Linked DNA regions of Rattus norvegicus: region 1 is linked to region 2. Evidence: chromatin contacts called from public Hi-C data. All regions are on one chromosome and are shown on one strand. The core of a region is the stretch at or near the end of the contact, and the rest is flanking DNA. Distances in the headings are between cores, read along the strand shown.

Region 1 (3,252 bases), core at 412-2,911, 49 kb after region 2:
TTCTCCAAAATAAATGCGCAAACAAATTCGGAGAGGTGAGATCAACATTTGCAGTTGTTCTCTCAGGGACATGAGGATCCTAAGCTGTATTTCGAGTGCACCAGTTGCTCCTGTTGGCCCCAGGATTAGAGTGGACATGGTGCTGTGAGCAGTGTGCTAGGGTGATTTTTCAGCATCGTGAGTGCTGATGTATACTGAGTAGAAGATGCCTGAAGGTGGCAAGCTGCCGTATTTGGCTGCCATCTTTTGGGTGTATTCTAATAGGACTGATCATTAAAACCAGATCAATAGCATATATACATATTTGACCTTACTCTTTCTCATTTTTATCTAAGCACCTTGAAGGAGGAAAGGTGTTCCAGGTCTGATTGGAACTGCTCAGTGATGGTGTCACAACACCCTGGCAAACTGTAAAGTCCACTTGGTGTGTCATAATGAACCACAAGGAAGTGTTTTCACTCCAGTGTTTAGTTAGAAGTCAGATTCTTGCTAAATAATGATGCTAGAAAACATATCGAACTACAAATAATTTGGTCCAGTAGCGTTAGTGTAAATTGTACAATGCATCAGAAGTTGGCGTGAGATGAAGGGAACAAAAGGTCTATGCTGGCCATCATTAAACATGTATGAATATTTCTTAAGCATAGAAGGTGTATAGTAAAAAAGCATGGCATATGCCATATGTACATGTGGTTAGGGTATCGACAGGGAAAGCACAGTGATTCTCTGTTGATACCTTTTAATAAAATTTTTACCAAGTCCTTTTGCTACATATAGTGGAGACAGTGTTGTCTTATAGTAATGTACCCCGTGCATGACCAGTTGGATAGAGTGTCATAAATGTGGGCTAGTGTCCATAAATGTTTCAGTGCATAATGCCTAACATTCGATTGGGATTCAGTAAATATTGTTGAAAGAGTATTCTGAGGACAATTGAGTCAATTCTCTGTAGATTTCTAGTATGAGAGAGGTCCCGTAGCTTTTTTATCCAGTCGACCACAAATTAGAATACTGAATCTTCTTACTAAGCAGAATAAAAGCAAACTGTTCCACTAGTGTGTGCTAAGTGTGCTGAACTTCTAAAGGAAGACTGGAAAGCATTGGGTGTTTTTTATTTGGAAGCCAGATACCTAACTGGTTGTTTGAAAGTCAATCAATTTATCTGAGACTCATTTACAGGAATGACTAATTTTATACTAGATTCTCACATGATTCAAGAAGTGTGTGAATGACTCAGACCGTTAATATCTTTCACTCCTGTGATCTCCCCTCTCAGTGAAATGATGCCTGCAAGGCAGTAATGGTAATTGCAGGAGGAGGAGATCTTGACTTTGACCCATGGCAATAAAATGACACACTTTTGAGTCATTACATATGCATACAGTATTTTACAGAAGAAACGAGGTATATTATCATCTTATAAGTACATTAATATTTGTATTTGTACATTGCGAAAGTAGTACACAGTTTCAGTATAGGTTATGACTGAGTTCCACCTTTTGTTTCTACCAGTACCACTCCCAACCCCCCAAAAGCAAGCAAACTGGCTTTTGTTCCATGGAAGAACTTGACGGAAGAATGAGTAAGTCAGCTTATTGTATGCTGTCCCTTGCTGACACAAAGGAAGCACTGGGTTACAAGCAGCCAGGATCGGGTGTTAGTTAAAATGTAGCTAAGTGGCCGGAGAAGCTCAGCAGGTAAGGGCAGAGCCTGACTGCCTGAGTTCAGTCTCCCAGACCCACTCGGTGGGAGGAAGGAAACAATGCCCAAAAATTTTCCTTTGGCCACTCCACATGTTCAGTGTACATAAACATGCCCACATACATACATACAAATAAATAATAAAAAATAAAATGCAGCTAAATAGTCACAATTGAGTTTTAAGCGTAAACTGGGCAGCTCACTGAAGAGTGTTTTGTTTGGTGATGTGTGTTTTCTGAGTTTCTGCCTCATCCTTTTTAAATGATTCATTGAATATGGTCTGGGTATGTGGCAGGAGCTTTTGGGCTTTGCGCTACTCTTGCCAGAATCCCAGATGACTCAGACTGAGTCGGATGGGCACTTCTCAGTCTGTGTTTGGCTCAACCTCTCTCAGACATTTGACACATCTTAAAATTTCTTCCCCAAATTTTGGGGCACTTTCTTTGGTTGTCTTGTTAACTCTTACAGGTTTTCTTTTATGACTCTTCCAGCTGCCTGTTAAATGTAACATTCTCCAAAGTTCTATCTTGGTCCTTTTTGTTTCCATTCATTCAGTTTCCTTGGTGATCTCACTCATTTCCATGGTTTCCATTACAGTCTATTCGTGGAGGCCTCCTGTGGGTGTCTCCAGTCTTAACAGAGCGTAGACCAGTGAATCCAGCCTCCCTGCAGATCTGCCTCTATAATGATAATCAGCAGTAATCATGACAATAACAGCTTCTTATTATAGAAGACTACCAGGTGGCTGAGGGCTTAACTGCTTTGTTCCGTTTATTTTCACAACTATGAAAAATTAATATTGTTATTTTCTACCACTACGAGTGGAAATCAGACTTGGATGTATACAGTGCCTTTTCTAAGATCATAGCAGAGTCTTATATTCCAAGTCAGATTTTTTAATCTTAACACTTAGATTAGCATGTCTAGGTGGATTCTGTATTGTCTTCTTCTACACACACCTTCTGTTGCCCTCTGCCGTACGTAAAAGGCCATTTCAGAGCTGGAACTCAGTGGGCCACCTCTTACCTAGCCTGAGGCAGGTCCCAGATTTATTCCCAAGTACTCAACATTCAAATTCTTCAGGCACAGAAACACTTGTTTACTTATTGTTGCTTGTTGGCAGGATCTCAGTCAGCCTACCTTGGCTTTAAACTGTGTGGCCCAGGGATGATGCCCTTGTACTCCTTGATCTTCCTGCTTCCACTCTCTCATGCTGGGATTTCAGGAGCAACATGAGCATGCAACCATCCCCAATTTCAAAATTACTGCGCGCGCGCACACACACACACACACACACACACACACACACACACACACACAACGTATGTTGTTTTAAAAACAGAAGATGTTCCTTGTAAACTTAGCTTCTAATGTAGAGTCCGAAGCCTGCGTTCTTCTGTGCAGCAGCCCCGTGGAGCACACTAGCAGCCCTCACACCCCAGCTTGCACTGTCACGGCCATCCCCTAAGATTCTTTGTGGATCTTCACTAGTCCAGTTCTGAGCATTCCAGTGCCTGGGAAAGACCACTGCTCACAACTGAGCAGTAGTGG
Region 2 (3,183 bases), core at 501-3,000:
GCAGTTCCCTTCTAAAGGGCTCTTGGAAAACTGTTTTAGATTGCTCTTTGCCTCCCCGCCTCTTTCTTACCTTGGAGTCTCTTTCACTCCATACATTTCCAGATGTCTCAACACCTCCAGATGTTCTTCTACCCACTGTACTGGCCTAACTGTAAGAGCCAGCATCGTTTTTGCATGGTGGTTATGTGTAAAGTTACTTGGCTTGCCCTGTTCTGTGTGCTAAACCCTCCTGTTCACATTAGCATTTCTCATTTTGGTGTAAGTTTCTGTTTTTTTTTAAAAAACAGATTATGTATAGTGCCTAAATACTGTTTAGATTTTTCTAGGCCTTTGACAGTGCCTTTGCTATCGATTCTTTTTTTTTTTTTTTTTTTTTTGGTTCTTTTTTTCGGAGTTGGGGACCGAACCCAGGGCCTTGCGATTCCTAGGCAAGCACTCTACCACTGAGCTAAATCCCCAACCCCGATTCTTTTGTTTTATTTCTAATTTTTCTTGGCCATTGGAGCTGAGCCTTCTATTAGATTTCAGTGATCAAACTGGGGATGAAAAGGACTAAAACAGAAAAAGCTAGCTAAGAGTCTCTCAGTCAGATTAAAAAGCCAGGCCAGCATCACATCGTGTCTCTGGCCATTGGCAAGGACTGATGCTTGCTGAATGCTATGCAGAGATGACAACGGAGGCAGAAGTAGAAAAACATTAGGAGCCTTTGGTGAAACACTATAGTCCTCTTTTAATGACATAAAATTTTAATGTCTTGTGGTCAGAGGAAAGGAGCTTTTATGAGGATGACACATAACAGTTGAAAGCAGTTTGATTCTTCTAGAGATCATTATGCAAACTGTTCTTTCCCTGTTTCTGTAGTCACAGATGAAGTTACGTATTCATGCTGTATATTTCTGTACCATTACTTATATGCAGAAGTGCAGTCTGATAAAACTGTACTGTTTGCCACATGTGTAATTTGAAATTTTCTACTGTCTCTCTTTCATAAAGTATGGAGGAGGGAGAGATTTGTAATGTTTTATTTAACCTAGTTAGTGTATCTGAAACTATTTTCCAAGGCCAGAGAGATAGCTGATAGCTCTGTGGTTAAGAGGATTGGTTGCTTTTTCAGAAGACCTAGGTTCAATTCCCAGAACCCAGGTGATACCATACCTGCTTCTATACCAGACACTAGACATGTTCATAGTATGTCCACAGACATACATGCAGTCAGAACATCTATATTCACAAATAAATAAAATTGTAAAGTACATAAAACTAAAATATTACTTTCACATGTCATAAATATGGAAGCTCCTAAAGAGTTCTTTTGGCACAGCGTGGGCAGTGAAATCAAAATCCTACAAGTACACTGGACTCCAGACTAGCTGGCTACACTGCTTATTCTTATTAGCCACATACAACACTTTATGAGATGACAAAAGGCACATAGGCTATTTCACTTCTCTGTGACAGTGAAAGGTAAGAAATAAAAGATGGCCAAATCAGCTAGATCTGCAACTCTTTAGCAGTTCTGGTGAACTTTCAGTCAAGCTAGTGGAAGAATGAGACACTTTCTCATTTTCTCCTGTACTTGTCTCTCCTCTGCTGAAGCTGTGGCTAGTATTTTAGGGTTTTCCCCTAATTGTTTAGCCAGCTTAAAATAAAAAGTGCATTGTTTCTGAGGATCCTGTTACGTTTGCTTCTGTATAAAACGTTGTGTGTTCGTTTGAATCCACATCTACAGTTCTTCATATTTTGTAGCTGATGTGGTAAATCAGTTTCATATGCTGTTGGGCAAGCTGGAAGGTTAAGCCTCCTAACTGCAGCAGCCAGCTGATTCTAGTTGCTGTAAACAATTAAGCCTGTCAGCAATTGACCTTGGGAATGCTAATTTGCTTGTCCCTGGGTGCCGCCTCAGGCCCTGGCTTTCTCTCTGTGGGTGGGAGTTATGAACCTGGTTTGGAGAAGAACTAGAGGCATTTGAGGCCAGCTCCAGACAGATGTTTTCTTGCTTCATTTTTACATGTGACCACAGTTGCAAGAGGCATATTCCTGCATGAGTTTTTTTTTTTTTTTTTTAGGCCTGTGGAATCAGAGACCAAAGTTGAAAGGCAGCTTCTTTTACCTTTGAATCTATTGTTGCTCTTCAGTGGAGTTCTCATGGTGAAGTGACAGTCTTTCTTATGTGGGCTCATTGTGCATCTTAAACTTACTAGAAGAGTTGGAAGTCACCTTTTATCACACACACACTCCCTGCTTTGTGATTTTTACTGACAGAGTCTTACCAGGTAGCCCAGGCTCGCTTCAAAGTTACTGTCCTCCCATCTCATCCTCCAGAAGGCTGGATTACAGGAACACATAAGCACATGGTGCGGGGTGTGTTCACTGCAGTTCTTCAGTGTCTGGGCCAGAATAAGTTGAATGATTGAGGAGAAGGGGGTGCCAGCGGGGGGAGTTACACTGAGAAGTTCTTTTTGGGCTCTCTGTAAGTGTGTATACCTGAGAGAGGGAGGTTGAGAGTGTTAAGTTCTAAGTAATTGTAAACTGGTGATGGCAGCAATGGCCACTTTAACCTGAAGACAAAGATTTCACTTTTCTTCTGGACTGTGTGTTAGGTTTTTGGGAGTGAGAAGAGAACAGTGTGTTCATGAAAGAGCAGTATTGAGTTCAGTTGTCTTTAGGATAGGGTGTTTATTAACACCACAGCCTGCTCTGTGCTCCCAGCCTGATGCCATAGGCTTTAGTCCTGCAAGACGAAGGAAGGTGCCTATTCTTAAAGGTTTCAGAAAGATGGGTTAAGTCCTATACTGTGTGGAAGAAGGCCTAGTTAATATGTGACTTGAGCTAGGTGGCATGGACCACAGTCACATTGTTTTAGATTTTGAGTAGCACCAGGGAAGAGGCAGACTTGGCTCTTTGTGAGGGCTGTGGAAGGGCAACAGGTTTTAGGGCTGGATATGGCTCATCAGCTCTTGACTAGAGCATCTGCCCTGGAGACTCTAGGTTCTGATACAGTGCTTAGGCAAAGTACAACATCATACTGTTCACTACAATACTGTAGGGTGTCTTATACAACCAGTTTAAATTGTTTATTTGAACTTGTTGGTAGTAGTTTTTTTGGCCATGCTTTGAAAAGGTTAATTAGTTAGCAGCTATGGCAAATAAGAATACATGCAAGGATTAGGAACACTAGATGGT

The links. A called contact is a pair of places that touch in the nucleus more often than the background predicts.
Region 1: a contact with region 2 is called in a Hi-C map of mammary epithelial cells, with 2.0 times the contacts expected there. The contact joins two enhancer-like sites. A contact is called at or near these places in 4 of 12 Hi-C or Micro-C datasets (the A7r5 cell line, kidney, liver and 1 more).

The regions. Positions count from the first base shown.
Region 1 is chr7:92,886,955-92,890,206 of GRCr8, forward strand. The region is part of intron 3 of Nsmce2 (NSE2/MMS21 homolog, SMC5-SMC6 complex SUMO ligase); the gene reads left to right. Among named protein-coding and RNA genes, the nearest start is that of Nsmce2, 63 kb to the left of the region's middle. Within about 2 kb of position 1,662, at least 28 of the 93 cell types and tissues checked have an H3K27ac peak or open chromatin away from gene starts, as enhancers often do. A contact at or near this core is called in kidney, where this site is marked.
Region 2 is chr7:92,838,326-92,841,508 of GRCr8, forward strand. The region is part of intron 2 of Nsmce2 (NSE2/MMS21 homolog, SMC5-SMC6 complex SUMO ligase); the gene reads left to right. Among named protein-coding and RNA genes, the nearest start is that of Nsmce2, 14 kb to the left of the region's middle. Within about 2 kb of position 1,751, at least 7 of the 93 cell types and tissues checked have an H3K27ac peak or open chromatin away from gene starts, as enhancers often do. A contact at or near this core is called in kidney, where this site is marked.